2 separate regions of the Sus scrofa genome follow, and region 1 is linked to region 2. The links are chromatin contacts, called in public HiChIP or PLAC-seq maps. All regions are on one chromosome and are shown on one strand. The core of a region is the stretch at or near the end of the contact, and the rest is flanking DNA. Distances in the headings are between cores, read along the strand shown. Region 1 has its middle 26 kb from the start of AMCF-II. Region 2 overlaps RASSF6 (ras association domain-containing protein 6).

What was found. HiChIP or PLAC-seq counts read pairs in DNA pulled down with a chosen protein or histone mark.
Region 1: a contact with region 2 is called in an H3K27ac HiChIP or PLAC-seq map of alveolar macrophages. The contact joins two enhancer-like sites. A contact is called at or near these places in 1 of 47 Hi-C or Micro-C datasets (embryonic fibroblasts) and 1 of 2 datasets of contacts at active chromatin or transcription factors (alveolar macrophages).

Annotation. Positions count from the first base shown.
Region 1 is chr8:69,980,501-69,984,750 of Sscrofa11.1, forward strand. No RefSeq gene overlaps it. Among named protein-coding and RNA genes, the nearest start is that of AMCF-II, 26 kb to the right of the region's middle. Within about 2 kb of position 2,686, at least 5 of the 83 cell types and tissues checked have an H3K27ac peak or open chromatin away from gene starts, as enhancers often do. A contact at or near this core is called in alveolar macrophages, where this site is marked.
Region 2 is chr8:69,771,197-69,775,526 of Sscrofa11.1, forward strand. It overlaps RASSF6 (ras association domain-containing protein 6), which reads right to left. Exons shown (of 11, transcript XM_005666740.3): 11 at 2,330-4,330. LOC102166306 (alpha-fetoprotein-like) reads left to right here. Exons shown (of 14, transcript XM_005666743.2): 14 at 1-2,592. Among named protein-coding and RNA genes, the nearest start is that of RASSF6, 59 kb to the right of the region's middle. Within about 2 kb of position 1,480, at least 1 of the 83 cell types and tissues checked has an H3K27ac peak or open chromatin away from gene starts, as enhancers often do. A contact at or near this core is called in alveolar macrophages, where this site is marked.

The sequences.
Region 1 (4,250 bases), core at 1,436-3,935, 210 kb after region 2:
GATAATGTGAGAAAAAGAATATATATATATATGTATATGTATGTATGTATGACTGGATCACTTTGCAGCACAGCAGAAATTGACAGAATACTGTAAATCAACTATAATAAAAAATATTTTAAAAAGAGTTAATTAGATTAAAGGAGGGAGAAAAGAGTCATCAGAGAATCCAGCAAGTGCAAAACCTGGGGTCAAGATGAAGTAAATGTGTACTTGGGACAGAAGAAAGCCAGTGTTTTTGGTTGCAGTGCAGTGAGCAAGGGGGTGGGAGGTGGGGAACTGACACCTCCCACCTTTGTTGCCTTTGGGAACAAGAAGATGGCACTGAAGACTTATTCTTTGAAAAGATTGTGTGAGCTAATTGTGCAAAAGTAAAAGTAAAGATGGATATGGGTAGAACACATAGGGTAAGGGAAAAAACATAATTTGAATTTGAATAGACAGCAGTTTATATGAGAAGTTGTCTTTTTAGCATTAAAAATTAATTCCTAATATAACATCAACAGACACTTAGAATACTAATTCCCAAACAACATATACTTTTCTGTGTCATCAATCATCCAGTGAAGATGAATGACAGTGTACTTTCCTGGGTTTTACTCCCAAAGTTTTTTTTTTTTTTCTTTCTTGGCCACACCCATGGCATGCCAAGTTCCTGGGCCAGAGATTGAATCTACCCCACAACAGTGACAATGCCAGATCCTTAACTCACTGAGCCACCAGGGAAATTCTATTCCCTAAGATTTTGCTTGGATGAGTTTGTGGTACAGCTCTGAAAAATGACTATACATTATAAAGTCCCATGGGGATTCTGATGTGTAACTAAGATATAGAACTATTAAGGGGTTGATTCTCTCTTTATTCTATACTCATTTCCATGAGGAACCTAATCCAATTTCTTAAATGTCATCCTTGTGATGATCACCCCCAAATGTATATAACTTAAGCCAAACCTCTCTGCTGAACTATGTACCATTCTATGCAACAATCTAATACTTTATATCTTTAACTTGGGTGATTTAATAGGAATTTCTAACATTAGCAAGACCAACATAAAATTTTAAATCCAAAGCCACTCCCCTACCAATCTTCTTCTTGAGTTGCCCATCTCAATGATGGCAGTTTCATGCTTCCACCTGCTTCCTCCTGTCAACCTCAAAGCCATCCTTAATACATCATATATCTCATGCCAAACATCCAATTCATTAGCAAGTCCTGTCAGCTCTACCTTTCAAAGACACCCCCAACCTAAGGACTTCTCACTACTAACAAAGCCTTCATCATCTTGCACATGAACTTTTGTAAATCCCTTTGCACTGGTTCCATTTCATCTTTGTTTTCCTTCCTATGTTCTATAACACAGAATGCATGGTAAACCTTGAAAAAGAGAGATCATTTCATTCTTCCATTCAGAAATCCTCCAAGTGGCTTTATAATTCACCTACAGGAAATTCAAAGTTCTCCTCATATCCTATAAGGCACAAATCCTCCAACTTTATCACCTGTAACTGCTTCTTACTAATAATGCTCAGCCACATGGGTCCTTAAATATACCATCAAATTCCTGTCTTGGGATCTTGGCACCTGCTATTCTGTCCAGCACTCTATTTTTCCTAGAGCTTGTAAGGTTTGCCCATCACTTCTTTAGTGTTTTGCTCAAATATAATTGTATTAGAGTCCTTCATAGGTCACTCTATATAATATATATAAATGTTTATAAATATATAACATATATATTATAAATGTTAATATTAATATATATATTCACACACACACATTTTGTCAACAGTCACTGCCAATATAATGATTGTTCCTTGAGAGAAAAACTTCATTTGGTTTATTGCCATAACCTTAAAAGATGGGAGCATTTCTCAGTAAATACTCAATTAACATTGGACAAATAAATGAATGGCATGAAAAAGAAGAGATGGTGAGACAGACATGGAAAAATGGAAGGGGATGGGTGACAAGAGCATGAAAACCTCACAGTGGCATCTCTGACACATCTGTCTGCCATTGACAATGGTCAAATCCCATCCTCCTTGGCAGGTAAAGTTGTGCATATATAAACTGCCTGCTCCTGTCAGGCAGCGGTTACCTATGTTGACTCTGCTGTCAGATAGCCTGATTTTGAACACCAGTTTTACCACATTCCTGTGTGATTTTAATCAAGTCACTCGACTTCTCCAAAATCATATACACTTATCCAAAAATAGACTAAATGCATTTAGGGGGAGGATTAAATGAAGATAATTTATAAAATGTACTTGGCACAAAGTAGTTGCCATCACTATCAGCTATTGTTTATTATTATCTCATAGGACAGGGCTGGCTAGTGATGGGGAAATGAGAAAAAGAGAAAATGAGTGGGTCAGAAGGGCCAAGACACTGGGCTTAGACTGCTGAGGATATTCAGATAACCAAGGTCTTGTTCACCTGTTAAAATACTTATCTAGAGCAAGAGGTAAGTAAGACATCAAAACTAGAACAATCTTTCTAGTTTTGACCTAGAATTCAAGAATAGAGGTAAGGCATAATCAGGTCAAATGCAAGATGAAAAGAGGAAGGTAGTTGAGAAAAAAAACAAAAAAACTGATTCAGCAGCGGATTTGGTGCGTCATTTTACACCACATCCTGTTATTTCTGTAGGCAGTGGACCCATATCATGTGTCCCAGGATAGTTAGGACTAACTTACTCAACAGCAGTAGCCATTGCCAGAGGCAACCAACCACCCTTTTAGTCAATGGCCGTCAAGTGATGTAGAAAAATACAAATGAGCAATCTCTTTATAATCCCAGCATTTGGAGAAATGATAGATTAACCACAGCATTATGGAGATATAAAATCATATTTCTGTATTCAATCACACTAATAAAGAGATCAAAAATTCTGTAAGAAAATGTTTTTTATATATTCACTCTATTTCAATTTTCTCCCCATTTTCCTAATATACTTATAGCTTTAATAGGTTGGTAAATCTCCTAAATATTAAGTCACATCCAATCACACCATGGAAGTCTTCTGTGATCCATAAGCCTGTTTGGATACATTTGAGTCAATTCATGAGTTCAATATATACCAACACATTAAATGCTAACATTTGTATCACAGGCAACCAGATTGATGAAAACTCCCTCAGAAATGACTGCAGACAGGGAAATGTGCAGTTGGGCATTAATGCTGTTTGTGGTGGAGCTCCTTGATTTGACTCTCCAACTTCTCATACTGCTAAATCAACAGACAGCTCATTCTTACTCTGTCATTAAGTATGAGGGATTTTCCAAAAACCCCAATAATAGATCAGTTGATCAGTAACAAATGAATCCGTAAGTCAGATACCGAAAGAGAAAAAGTCTCATTGCTGTATGTGAAACAAATGTTTCAATGTAAAATTCAACATTTAAATTGCATCCGCTGTGGGTCCCTGGGGAAGGGCATCTGCTCTGGAGATGAGTGGAATGAAGGTCTTAGAAAGTCTCCCTCTAAGCATGTCCGGCCACAGAGAAAGCTTTTCTAAACTTCTTGAGGTGAACAACTGTGGTTTAAATGAAAGAACCATCCACCAACTGGAGCTGGGGCCGGATGAGGTCTGGCCCCAGCCATAGAGCTGAGTGGATCAACTCCTCAGGCAGGTCTTTCTGAGAAAAGAAGAGGACAAAGAAAGAAGTGAATGGGGTTGCCTTGATGACAGATAAGGAGGGAAAGTCTCTAGCATTCTTTAACTCCTCACAAAAGGCAAAGACTTTGAGGAAGAACAGTACAAAAGGCAGACATAGGAGTACCCATCATGGCTCAGAGGCAACAAACCCAACCAGTAACCATGAGGACACACGTTCAATCCCTGGCCTCACTCAGTGGGTTAAGGATCCTGTGTTGCCATGAGCTGTGGTGGAGGTCACAAGACGTGACTTGGATCTGGCATTGCTGTGGCTGTGATGTAGGCTGGCAGCTGCAGCTCCTATTTGACCCCTAGCCTGGGGACTTCCACATACCACAGGTGTAGCCCCCCACCAAAAAAAAAAGGACATGAGACACATTGCCAGGCCTGTTTATCTATAGGCAGTGCTATTCTGGATCCTGATAAATCAAATATAACTGGGGCAACTTCTCCACTGACAGAAAGAACCACACTGAAAATGGTTTGGGAATGAGGAAGGGTATAAGTTCATGAGTATCTCTAAGGAATAGCAGAACTTTGTAACACAATAACATTTAACCTTCCAAACATCCACCTAGCCTAGCCTTGCTG
Region 2 (4,330 bases), core at 230-2,729:
CATGGATCACTGTTTTCATCTTTAAAATCAGGTTGAAAGACTAATTTTCTCATGGGAGTGTAAAGAACATTAAATGAGCTGATGTATGTAAGGCACGTAAAATAGTGCTTAGCAAATAGTAAATGCTGTTAGTTTGAACAATATGAAATTGCTGCTTATTTAGGTCAAATATGAACAATTTCAAATGGCTAATAGGTTAGCCATTATTAAAAGAAAAATGGATGCTGTTGAAGGGTTTGCCCTATTGAATTGCATCCTATTCTTTTCCTTCCTTGCACATGTAGATATCTCAATATAATAGATATCGTGCCATCTTTTTGACCTCATCAACTGCTTTGTAAATGGACTTTCCCCTTCACCTCCTGTGGCATATGGAAGTTCCTAGGCTGGGGGTCCAATCGTAGCTGCAACAGCTCATGGCACTCCAGATCCTTAACACACTGAACGAGGCAGAGATTGAACCTAAAGCTAGGGATTGAACGCATGTTCTCATGGATACCAGTAGGGTTTGTTACTGCTGAGCCATGGTGGGAACTCCTCCCCTTCAGCTCTTGAAGTCAATCTGAACAGCCCTAAACAAATTTCCATAGTAATGCTGCCTAAATGAATATTTCACACAGCTTAAAGTTAATAAAATACACCACCATATTGGTGAAAACCATATAGAAAAGATTCCTTATTTCTTTGGCTACTGGATCAAATTTGCGAAAAAGGAGGCATATATATACAAGGAATTTAAAAAACATTTCAGATCATTTATTTGCTCATTCTTTTATTCATTCATTAATTCATTCAGTCCTTTATTCAACCGATTTTTATTGAGCACATCCCATATACAGTATACAATATTAAGAATGGCAAAGTATACAAAGATGAATGGGACAGGTCCTCTATCCCTAATAAATACAACATATTACCTAGAATTGAATTTGAACTAATATATAACTGGTAATGAAATACTTGAACCACCCAAACAATAAATGGTTTTATGACAAAAGTTTATATTCTTATATTATGCAAAGATGACTGAAAGGAATGGATTTTTGTCTCAGAAATTATATCTTATTTATTGCTATATAGCAAATTATCCTGAAATGTAGCAGCATACTATAATATACATTTCTTATCTCACACATTTTCTGAGGATCAGGAATCCAGGAGTGGTTTAGCTGGGTTTTCTGGCCCAGGGTCTCTCATGAAATCGTCGTCAAACTATTAGACAGTGCTGCAGTCATCTGAAGGCTTGACCAGGGCTGGCAGATGACTCACTCACATGGCTGTGGACAGGAGCCTCAGTTCCTTGTTGGCTTTTGGCAGAAATTCTCAGTCCCTATCATTATAAGCCTTTTCCCTGGGCTGCTCTGAACATGGCAGTTGGTTTCCCCCAGAGCAAGCAAACCAAGAGAACAAGCAAGGAGGATGCTACAGTGACTTTTATGACTTAATCTCCAGAGTCCACACACATCACTTCTGCTTTCCTTTGTTCCTTAGAATTAAGTCACTAAGCCCAGCCCTTTGGCAAAGTGAGAAGGATTAGGCTCCATCTCTTGAGAGGAGGAGTATCAAAGACTTTATAGATACATTTTATTTTATTTTATTTATTTTATTTGCTTTTTAAGGCCACATGTCTACATATGGAAGTTACCAGGCTAGGGGTCAAATCGGAGCTGCAGATCCTGGCCTACACCACAGCCACAGCAATGTCAGATCCAAGCTGCATCTGTGACCTACACCACAGCTCATGGCAACACTGGGTCCTTAATCTACTGAGTGAGGCCAGGGATCAAACCTGCGTCCTCATGGATTCTAGTTGGGTTCGTTACCACTGAGCCACAGTGGGAACTCCCCATAGATATATTTTAAAACTACCACAGTAGTGATGTTAATGTCTCATTTGAATATTAAAAATTTTTTTTTTCATCTCGTAGAACTCTATGCTTGCATGTACTTGCTAATTTTTTTTGTGGGTAACTTTTTAATAAAAAATTTTCTATTTCCTTGTTTAAAAAGTAATACATGTTAATTGTAGAATATTTAATAAGTATAGAAAAATACAAAAAATATAAATCACACATAATTCTACAAACCAGGCATAACCACATTTGACATGTTGTTTTGGTTTATAATGTGTATGTACAAATAGTACACACACATATATAAACATATATCTATATATCTCATGGGTAATACATGTTAAAACATTTTAGTGTATATTCTTATCTAGCTACATAGGAGAAATAACTTATAATTAAAATTTGTTTGAAAACAATCCTAAGTGCTTCATAACATGCTATGGGTAAATGTTTCTTTCCTTCTTTAATCTTTTCTATTTTTCGACATTAGACTATTTGCTTCCTTTTATCACAACAAATAATGATCTTGTTTACATAGTGTCTTTATACATCTGAATATTTCCAACATAAGATCCTACAATTACAGGATGAACTTACTACCAAAATTGCTTTCAAGGAACATTATATCTATTTGTATTTTTATCAGCAATTTAAGTTCCTATCACACTGTAATCTGTTGAGTATTTAATATTATACCTTCTTAATTTTTTAATAGACCAAAAAGGATATTTCACTTTCATTTGTGTTTTGTTGCCATGCCAGTTATTTTATCGCCTCTGTGTTCCAAATTGATTCTTTGCTGATGGCTCTGGGAAAACCGATATGGGAGCCTTTAAATTTGTTTCCTTTGCAGCTTACAGATGTCATATTTTGTCAGTAGAGGGCGCTGGAGAAACACTGTAGGAGGAAGTTGGTTTTACAGGATTCCTCAGGGGCTGGTTGGTCAGGCTCAGGGAAGCTTTCTTCCTCCACCGTTTTGCCCAGAGTGGTTTCTCCAGTGCTAGTTGCCTGTAAGGTCCTAGTTAGTAAAGCAAGCTAGTTGCTTGCTTTAGCATTTGTTCCCCCATCCCCTTTTCCAGCTTTTGATTTGGTTTGTGGTGGCACAGCCTGAAGCCAGTACAGGCCTGTGTCCTAGCTTAAGTCATTACTCTCCATACCTTCTCAACTTGGTGCTCGCAGCCCCTGCAGCTTCCAGTCCTAGTGGCATGGCAGCAGTGCCCCTGACTCCATCTGTGTGGCTACTCTTCAGCCTCAGCTTGCCTGTGCCCCCAGACTTTGTTTCCTGCAGACCTCTGGACAGAGACATTATGCGATGTGGCCTTATGCCTGCAGAGAAGCCCCAAGCCCCTCTGCAAACCTGCCACTTGCTCCACACCCCAGGGGGTTGTTCCTGTTTGCCCTATGACTGTGGCCCTCTTGTATCCTGGGAACCCAGAGGCCATGTCCTCCATCAAAAAGGCTGCAAACACACCTTCTCAAGTGAATTCTGAACTCTTTACTTCAAGCTTTTCCTTTATGGGTATTCTTCTCAGCCTTGGGGTACACCTTAGGGTTCTCTCTTTTTATAGTTGTCCTCCTATCATCACAGCTAAATAATTATTTATATTAAACTTTCTCTCTTTAAATGATCATGTGGTTTCTGTCTCTTAATTAGACACAGACTAATACAACTGATCACTATTATGATACAAATTTTTTTCACATATTTAGTAGCCATTTGCTTTTCCTCTTCTGTGATTTTACTTTTCATGCTTTTTTTCTTCTATCCAAGCTTGGCATCTTACTTATGTACTTTGTAGATTTTGATATGTTCAAGATGAACTTTTTGTCATGTTTATGGCAGATACTTGATACAACTTTAAATAAATATACTGAATTTTAACCATTACATTTGCTTTACTTTAGTGAAATGAAATTTTGTTATTAACCGAGAGAGGAACAGATAAAGATGCAAGCCTCTGTTTTATTGAATAAAGGATATTTCCTAGGTCTGAAAAGGTTATAGTACATTTTTACTTTCATCCTGTTTAGGATCAGATGATACTGAGAAGTAATACCTTTGTCTTAAACATATTTCATATTTTGTTTATGTAGTTACGGAGTTTACTACATGATATATGTACACACACTGTAGATCCCTTATCTCATGGTATGTATAATGCAATCAAACAATTTAATCCAATGCTGATGAGAAGGAGTGGTAGAGTGGAGAAAAGCTGCATACAACTCTATTTTAATATAGAGCTCATAAATAAAATCATCAGTGATACTTGTGGCATTTTCAGTGGTTAAGCAGACTTCAAGTTTTCTGAGTGTTATCCTGTAGAATGAGTATTTTGGAGAAAAAGGGCAGAGCTACAGATTCCCTGTCCCACTTCAGCTACCATAGATTTGCATTATCTTCCATATTCATTCAGCAGCAAATGGTCATTATGGACCAAGTTTTCTCCTGGCGGATAAAATACATTAAATCTCTG